Regions from separate parts of the Mus musculus genome. Here region 2 is linked to region 1. The links are chromatin contacts, called in public HiChIP or PLAC-seq maps. All regions are on one chromosome and are shown on one strand. The core of a region is the stretch at or near the end of the contact, and the rest is flanking DNA. Distances in the headings are between cores, read along the strand shown.

Region 1 (4,375 bases), core at 1,312-3,811:
AACTTGTATCTCCCAGCCTCAAGTTCGGAATTGCAGGTGAGCCCTTCCAATTCTGGATTGTAGTTCATCCCAGATATAGTCAACTTGACAACTAGGAATAGCCACTACACACATGTTGGAAAACTCAATTAAGAGCCAAGATGGTAAATATTTTCAATTAGGAGGTTTCTTGAGTGTACTGAATCTTCTATTGTGATACTCAATGAAGTCAGCTAATTAATTTGGCCATGGACCACTAAAATGTAAGTCACTAAAATAGTAGCTATTTTATTTTGCACAAACTGACCTTTGTACCATTGCAGTGATACAAGGGAAAGATGTTAGAAAGTTGTTTAAATGCAAGTATTATTTTAGAAGTTTACTTAAAATACACATATATGTAAATACATATGCTACATATGTATATAGACTGATTGGAGTTACCTACACAAAGAGATAATGTGCCCCTCTACAGAAGTCATAGATTATTTAACAGACACCCCAGTGCCAGAAAAGGGATATTTTCCTTCAAGTTATTGGTCAGGGGGCCAAGATAACCACAAAAAAATGAAGGCTATTGCCATTGCTTTTGGCTGTCTCCCAAAACATGATGGTAAGATCTCATTGCTGAAAACATCACAGTCATAGACTTGGAAAATTTAAACTAGTACTGACCTGGAAGTCTCTTCCCTAAAAGCTAGCTCTCGTAATGTTGGAAGCTGTTATGACAGCTGTCAAAGGAAAAAAAGTTATCAACAGTCCAACACCACTGTAATTCTTATGAACCACAATAGTTATAAGCCCAGTATCACATCACCAACAGTGCAATAGTGGCTATTACATCTTGGAAATAATCAACTACTCTCTCATTGGACTTAGGGCTAACTCAGTAAGAGGAAACCCATGCTCTGTACTGTAAGCCAAGAACTTGATGCTGAAGAGGTCATAGACCCTAGAGAAAAATTATAACTACCATTTTGTTAAATTAATATACTCTACAACTGCCTTCTAAATATTTACCCTTGTAGATATACATTAGTTCAATTCTTGCCCTTCATCAAAAATCTTCTTTTGGCATCAGATGAGGACTATTACTGAGATCTACAACTGGTAAAATATCCAAGGGGGTGCCCAACCCCAACTGACATACCTACTCAGGGAAAATAAGAAAGAAATGGTAGAAAAATTGTAGAAGCCAAAGGACCAGGACAAAGGCTGTGGGGTAGTGTCTTCTGGACATGGCAGGAATGTTGCATCTACGAACTCTCAACAATATGGCTGCCACAGAACACTTGAATAATACTACATCAGTTGACATACTAACATGGATTTGGGGGAAGTTCATTAGTTTCCACTCCTCCATTGTGTGTGTGTGTGTGTGTGTGTGTGTGTGTGTGTGTGTGTGTGTGTGTGTGCACGTGCATGTGCATGTTTCTTCTGAAACCTTCCTGGGCAGCAGAGTGATGAACTGCAGGAGGCAAGTTCAGTATAACACAATTCAGTAACTAGTGTTGGTTCAGACTTCAGGAGTCTGACCCCGGTGATTTATTTTAGACATATTTAAGCACAGCACAATCTGGTAGAAACTAATCTTGTGATAATTAACTCAATCCTGTGTGCACAACAAAGCATGCATAAATCTCCTTGAGGAACAAAGTAAGCTAAATGCAGATAAGTCATGTCTGCCTTGAAAACTCCCTGTTAACGTACCTGTGACACTCACCAGAAAGATGGCTTCTATAGATCAAATGAGAAAAACAAATCCAAAAGAAGGGTCTGGAAGAGAATCTGGGGCTGGAGAGTGTCCAGCCACACAGATCACTCAAGGGTCACCAGGCTAGAAAGCACACTAGCTCCAGCCTTCCAGGCAGAAAACAGAGTTTACATTCCCACCCTGGAAGCTACCCCTTGTATTTAACCTTCCAGGTTCCCGAGAGTATGTGTTTGAGCACAAAGACCCCTGTGCCCATACACTACAGGAAGAAATACAGGCAGTCAAAGGCTGAGGAGGGAGGGGAAAATCAGTTCTCCTTATAAGTGAACCCTCCTCTGATAAGTTGCCCAAGCCTAAGGTTAGCCCTAAACCTGTGTATATATAGGAAACACTAACTGGGCTTCATAGGATATATATATCACATGTATATTGTATGTATATGTTTATACTTACACATATACATCCTGTATATATCCTGTGAGTGTATAGTTGTATATGATTTTTTTCAAAAAATAAAATAAAATAAAGCTTGAGCCGAAGAAGACCAGATAATAACCGGGAACCAAGTTCTATGTGTCGAAAGGAGAACCAAGAGCATTTGCTGTCAGACCAAATGTGGGGTAGTAGAGAAATTCAGGAGGAAATGTAGCTCTGTGGTATTTGGTTATGAGTAGAGGCAGAGTCAGCTCTGCTGGCTCGAGGGAAACAAGGAAGAGAGATAAGTGGGAGAAAGGCCACCAGGAGTCAGCTTGAGTCATAAGAATTTAAGATGCCTCTAGGATAACGGAATTGGACAGGATGTTCCCTGACTCTGCCTGGCTCCAATAGTCTCTGATCACATGACTGTGTGATGGTAACACCCCAGTTCCCAGCAGCGTCTTCTGTGATCCTCCTCTTTAGAGAGACCTGGCACACTGTGTTTCTCTGTCTTCCGCAAAAGCAGTCGGTTGATTATGATTACTTGAGAAAGGGGAAGCAATGTAAATTTCCCTTCCATCCACCATGTGGTCAAGATGAGGAAACTTCAGATGTGTTCACCCTCTTCGGAAATGTCCCAAACGATGCGTGGCTTCTGATAGCCATTTTGCTGGAGGGTCCTCCAGACAACCGTAATTTTCTTCCTCTTCCTTCTAGCACTTCTCACTGAGAGCTGGCTTCCCTCTGCCTTGATGCTTTGCACCCAGGTAGCAGCTGAGCTAGTGGCGTTTGTCTGTGGCATAGGGCACCCTTCCCCCCTCTGTGGAGCTGTTTACAGCAAAGAGCAGGCAAAACCGCACTGGGCGTATGCTGATTGTAACATATTTAAAATATGAGCATTTATCAGAGGTAGCAGATGGAGGCAGCAGAGTGGAGCTCCCAGAACCGAGGGCAGGGTGTGTTTCATTCAAGTGTAAAACTCTACCATCTAGACTCAGCTGGCACCGGCTCATAAAACCAGTGAAGAGAAAGCCGGGTGGAAAAAAAGCCACCTTTGTGCTAAGTTCGGAAGGTTACAGCATTCCCTGACCTTGAGTCCTCCAGGCCTGAAAGACAGTATTCACTGCAGGAGGGGAAGAGCAAACCTTCTCAACCGGTGTCCTTAATGTATTTTACTTTCTTAAAATCTAATCAATCTAAGGAAAATTCAGAAGCTCAGAGTAAATAGAAATAGAAATCGTTTGACTCTTCTGACAACCTTTTGTTGCGTGCTTTACCCAAGAGCAGTCTGAGACAAGGAATTAGGCGAGTCTGTACATGGAAGCTCTTAAATATTAGATACGTTCAGTTTTTTTTTCAGTTTTGATTTCTTTTTACTGTCTTCCTCACCGCTCTCCCTGAAAGCATAAATATATTCAAAGTCTACTTTATTGACTATTTGAACTAAGAACTATATTTCGGCCGTGAACTTACTACCTCGGGGCCTCAAGTACCGAGCTCAATACATTAATGGTAAAAAGAGAGAAGGAGAAAAAAAATAATTTTAACATGTCTATTTGAGAGAAGAGCTAAGATTGCATCATTCCGTTAGGCAAAGCCAATTTTAAGAGTTGATCTCAGGTTTGCAGAAGTGCTTGGAGTAGCTCAAAAAAGGGACAGTAGATTAGACCAAAACAGTAAACCTTTGTTTGATACTTGCCTTCCATTACCTTTTGAGAGGCACTGGAAAGTCAAGTGGGAAAATCACGTAATTCTTCCCAGTACCCTTTTATGAGATACTCAAGGCACCCTAGTGTCATTATATATGGAAGGTAAGGATCCCATTCTTTGCACAGCCCCTCCCCCATGCCCTAGTCAGAATTAATCACCATCCCTAGCACCCCTACCCCCACCCCCACCAATGGTACCACCAGGAAGGCATAATGTCACATTTAAATATACCACATTTTGTACTTAGCTGGTGCTCATGATGCATTGTGAATCTGTCAGAGAAAGTATAGCTTAGTGCCTGGCACACAATTGGTACTGAATTCATTGAATCAAAGATTAATGACTGTAGAGAAATAATGTAAGGTGATCTGAATGGGGGGAAAAAAGATCATCAAATGTCCCTTTTTATCATAGTGTCTTCATATAGAATAGATCTATTAGAGAGGCTCCCATTTGGATGGATGACAATATCTACCATCTATTGTCAGGGTTGTTCTTATTTCTGGTGTTTTGTTTGCTTTGCTTGCGTTTTAGCATTTCGTTGACAATTGTATT
Region 2 (4,375 bases), core at 823-3,322, 67 kb before region 1:
TCTTTGTTAGGGAGGTGAACAGGCAGGTCACAGGCTTTACAGCAGTAAAATATAAAGCAAAGCCTCCGTGAGAAAAGGATGGGTTGCAAGTACTGACGGCATGAAGACGTTTTTTGAAAATAGAATGTAATTACAAATGGAATTACTAAATGCCAATGGGGCTGGAGAATCATAGACTATTACGGACTTCTTTGGGAAGTATTAACAAGCACATGCATAGGTCATATTCAGGAAACATGTGTTTGCTGTTGATCTGGAGTTCAGAAAAGAGGGGAAAGCTGGGGTGTGTAGAGAAGTCTTTTTCTCTCTAATCCTTTCCCACATGGTTGGGACTAAGTTTCTGCATGGAAAAGTAGATATATCACCCCCAGTGTGAAATGCAACAAAATCTCTCCACAAGTATACAACTCCATCAAGGTGAGACAAACATATGCCAGGATATCTACACTCCTTATGCAAGGAGTTTTAAACACTCAGTCAACAGGTGCATGGCCTGAAATATGTGCACCAAACATAGCCGCTGAGGAACCAGGAGGTTCCCATCCATGAGACCCTACGAGCTATGTTCTTTATCTACCTACAGAAAAAATGACACTGTCACAGGTAAAAAAAAAAAAAAAAAAAAAAAAAAAAGAACACAACACCAAGCTAGATCTAAGATGGAAACACCAAGAAACTGGGACATTCATGATTGACAATGTCCCTGTCATTTTCTTTAAAAAAAGTTGTAATTTCAAGAAAGCTCTCTGCTTCCTTTGTAAACATCCATGTGTGTCAACCAGTGCACAACCATGGGTGAGCTCTAAAACTCATCTGTCCATGCATCAACCAGGGCACAATCACATGCAAACTTAATACTTACCGTCATTCATCATTCCTTTTGACTCTTTAAATGCTGAGGATTAGTAACAAGCAGGCAATTAGTCAGAAGGCAAGTTAGTAAGATTTCACAGTTAGAAATAATCTCAACATAAACAGATATGCCAACAACACAATGCCAAGTATCCCTTAACTAGACAGCTAGACTCATTTGAGGCTATCATTCATTGCAAAGCTCACACCCACAGCACCCACAAAAGCAAACAGACTTTCTGGGGAATACAGATCTAGATTTACATAGAAAGTAAGTGACACATTTTGGTATCACTCCATAGTGGCAGCCTGGATTTTTCTAGAAATCAGAAGCCACAGGGATGATTCTTTACTGAGGGTGTGACACTTCATCTTGTCCAGTAAAAAAAAAAAAAAAAAAAGGCTCAATGGTCCCCTTGCCCAAATGTCACTCAGTATAGCACGGGACAGTGAGAACATTACAAAAGCAACACTGCCAATTTCTGATGAAGAATCAAGAAAGTATTGAGAGATCAAGGCCAGAAAACATATGAACAAAAAAAGCAAGCAAACAAACAAAACTCCCAAACTGGATTCTTCCCAAGGGATTGGTGGGCATTCTAACGTCTTTGAGGATCAGTTCAAATTACGATCTGCTAATAGACCCAGACTTATAATGATCACATACCGTTAAGGGGTTCCTCTACAGCTTTCTGGAAAATATTTAAAATATATTTATAGAAAATGTACATTACTTTATGTGTTTTATGCTAAAACTTACACTATCATTGAACTTGTATTATAAGTGGAGAATCCTATGGTCTAAAAGCAAAATGAGACAGCAAAAGCTAATGAAACAAAGCTTCCCAAGGCTAGTTAATAGTTTAATAATAGCTGCCTTATTCTCTTAGTATTTTTTTCTGTGAATAATTCCCTACTCCACCCACCATTCTCAGTTCAAGAAATTCTTATAAAAGTATTAATGTACAAACATGCAAATTGCAGTAACAGATAGAAAACACAGTTAAATAAGAGATGGTAGCAAAGCAGAATCATTTTCACATCATGCAAATTGAACTCAGTAACAGCAAGAAAATTGGTAGGATTTAACGGTCCATTGCTTAGGTTATCTCTAAGCGGCTCTAGGAGAACTGTTAGCTGCTTGTGGCTAACACAGCTGTGTCACCAGTCTCCTCAGAATAAGAGGCAGAGGTGAATTAACACATTCTCCCAAGCCCGCCCTTTGGGCGTGTCCTTAGAGGCTGCCAGAGTTATCTGCCAGTCACTGTGGACAGGAAGCTGAGTCCAATATACTCCCACTTCAGATCTTAATTCCATGTAAGAACTCTCAGGTCTGTCACCATGGTGAGTTTATACAGTAATTTTTTTTCTCATACATTTCCTCCTGAATTTGATCTTTTTCTTAGAATTTTCCCAAAGACCTTATGGAGGTATTCAAATACAATAAAACCTTTAGGAAGGAAAAATGCTGATAAAATCGTAGGTCATTATTTGGAATGGATCTCTTCAACAACATATACCTTACAGACTATACTTTTTAAGGAAGTCAATTTAACACAAACTTTTCTTCCTTAATGTCGTGCTCAAAACTGTCACTCTATAAACTCACATCACACAAATCCAACAGATGGGGAGACACAGTGGAATCAGCTTCCTGCTGATGGAAGAGATAATTATATTCCCCCTCATAGATTCTGCATCTACATAGGGAGTACAAACTTACAGGGACACTTCTGTCTCATCAGTACTTAAATGCCTCAAGGTAAATCTTATGACACAAACAGACCTATTCATACACAGGCCCTGAAATGACTTCAGCATTGCCTTAATTTGATGTCACATTAAGCATAGAACCAAACAGTCCAATGTTCCAACCCCTCATTTTAATCCACCAAACAACTGCTTTTAATTAATTTCATAAACTTGGACTTACCCTAGGAGGTTGGATAGTCCTCTGGTTGGAAGCTGGTATAAATAAAAGCATAAATGCAACCAATAAGATACATAAAGCAATATAATACTTAATTTTAAGATAACATACATGTTCAGGACTAAAGCCAGAAGGTACTAGAGACTCCAGTGCAGGAGTTGTAGCTTTGATGGTCTACTTGAAAACTACAGAGGACTCTTGATTAAATGCATTGACAGGAGAAAAGCAAAGAGATGCCTACAGCAAATAAAAAAAAATAGACTCACTCATGTGCACATGCCTCTCTCATGTCAGATACCTGTCATACCTCATGTTGAAGAGAGGCTGTCAACTACTCACTGTTACCAGGGTACCATCTCTTTCTCCTTCCCAGCTGGGATGGCCAGAATAGGGCAACGAGTGACTTCCCCTCTCTCAACACACTCTCCTTGTTCCGAACTGAGCAGCCTTTTCTTCCTTTCTCTCATATTCCCAGTCCTCAAAGCTCTAGGCAGCTAGCACGCTACAACAAAGCATGAGCCCTTCAACGCCCCCTCCCTCCCTCCCTCCCTCGAGCTTAGAGCTACCCCAGATTGGTAGTTTCAAACCAAACCAGGGCTCCTCCCTCTGTGTATTCCTCCCTGGTGTTTTGAGTTGCAACCTTTACTGCTTCTGCACAGATTAGCTAATGAAGATGCAATAATAGAGGGCAGGAACTAAATGACAAGAGGGAAAAGAACAACATTAGACTGGTTTTAAAAAAAGACAAGAAAAAAGAAAAGAAAACTTCCTTGTAAAACCAGTTCAGGGAGCCATAGAGAGCAAGGAAAGCAGGTCTTAACACATAGCCTGTGTCCCAAGAACAGGAAAACGTGACCAGAAATAGTCTCTCAACAACTCAGGATTCTTTTCCTAGGCACAATTTCCTACCCCACCCATCTCAGTTTGAGAACTCCAAGCTTCCAGGTTTTTTAAACAGTGTAAGCACTCCGAGAGCCACAGCGGAATACACAATGTAGTTTTAAGGCAGGAGCAATGCAGAGTAATTTCCCAGTCATTCTGGACTGCCGAGAAACAGTGTTAGGGCTTATAGGATTCCACAGAAACCCAACTGGCTAGCACACAGAGGCACGCCCAAGACAGCCAAGTTCCCCTACCCTGCCCGTGCAGACTCAGCAAGCGTCTAACGCTAATGAAGACCAGGCTTTCTCAAACTGGAAAAGTGCAGCCACCAGGCCAGACATACACATCACATTACCACTAGAATTAGAAGAGGTTAAATTACAAACAACTAGAAACATAGGGATAGGAGGGACAGGTTTCAAAAGAAGAGAGAAAGTAGGCAAGGAAGAATTTGGAGTGGTGGGAATGAAGAAAGAAGCAGCTATGGAGTGTATCACACAGTTAGGCAGGAGATTGGGAGAAAAATGCAGTCATTCTTAAGTTACGTAAACTGAACTCAAGTAACAGGGAGAAGTAAGTGCTCAGCTATAAATGAGGCAGTTACCCCATCCCCCATTGAGGCCCAGGGAACACTGGGGAAGAAAGGGCAGAAGGAAGATAAGGGGTGGACGACAGAAACCAGAGCTACATGACTGCTATCTTCTGGGCATG

What was found. HiChIP or PLAC-seq counts read pairs in DNA pulled down with a chosen protein or histone mark.
Region 2: an H3K4me3 HiChIP or PLAC-seq map of bone marrow-derived macrophages shows a contact between it and region 1, with 4 times the contacts expected there. The contact joins two enhancer-like sites. A contact is called at or near these places in 1 of 15 datasets of contacts at CTCF or cohesin (CD8 T cells), 1 of 484 Hi-C or Micro-C datasets (nephron progenitors) and 2 of 115 datasets of contacts at active chromatin or transcription factors (CD8 T cells and bone marrow-derived macrophages).

What each region holds. Positions count from the first base shown.
Region 1 is chr16:49,838,482-49,842,856 of GRCm38.p6, reverse strand. It overlaps Gm4633. Among named protein-coding and RNA genes, the nearest start is that of Cd47, 15 kb to the left of the region's middle. Within about 2 kb of position 2,561, at least 197 of the 459 cell types and tissues checked have an H3K27ac peak or open chromatin away from gene starts, as enhancers often do. A contact at or near this core is called in bone marrow-derived macrophages, where this site is marked.
Region 2 is chr16:49,905,223-49,909,597 of GRCm38.p6, reverse strand. It overlaps Cd47 (CD47 antigen (Rh-related antigen, integrin-associated signal transducer)), which reads right to left. Exons shown (of 9, transcript NM_001368415.1): 8 at 2,786-2,817. Among named protein-coding and RNA genes, the nearest start is that of Gm19723, 48 kb to the left of the region's middle. Within about 2 kb of position 2,072, at least 87 of the 459 cell types and tissues checked have an H3K27ac peak or open chromatin away from gene starts, as enhancers often do. A contact at or near this core is called in bone marrow-derived macrophages, where this site is marked.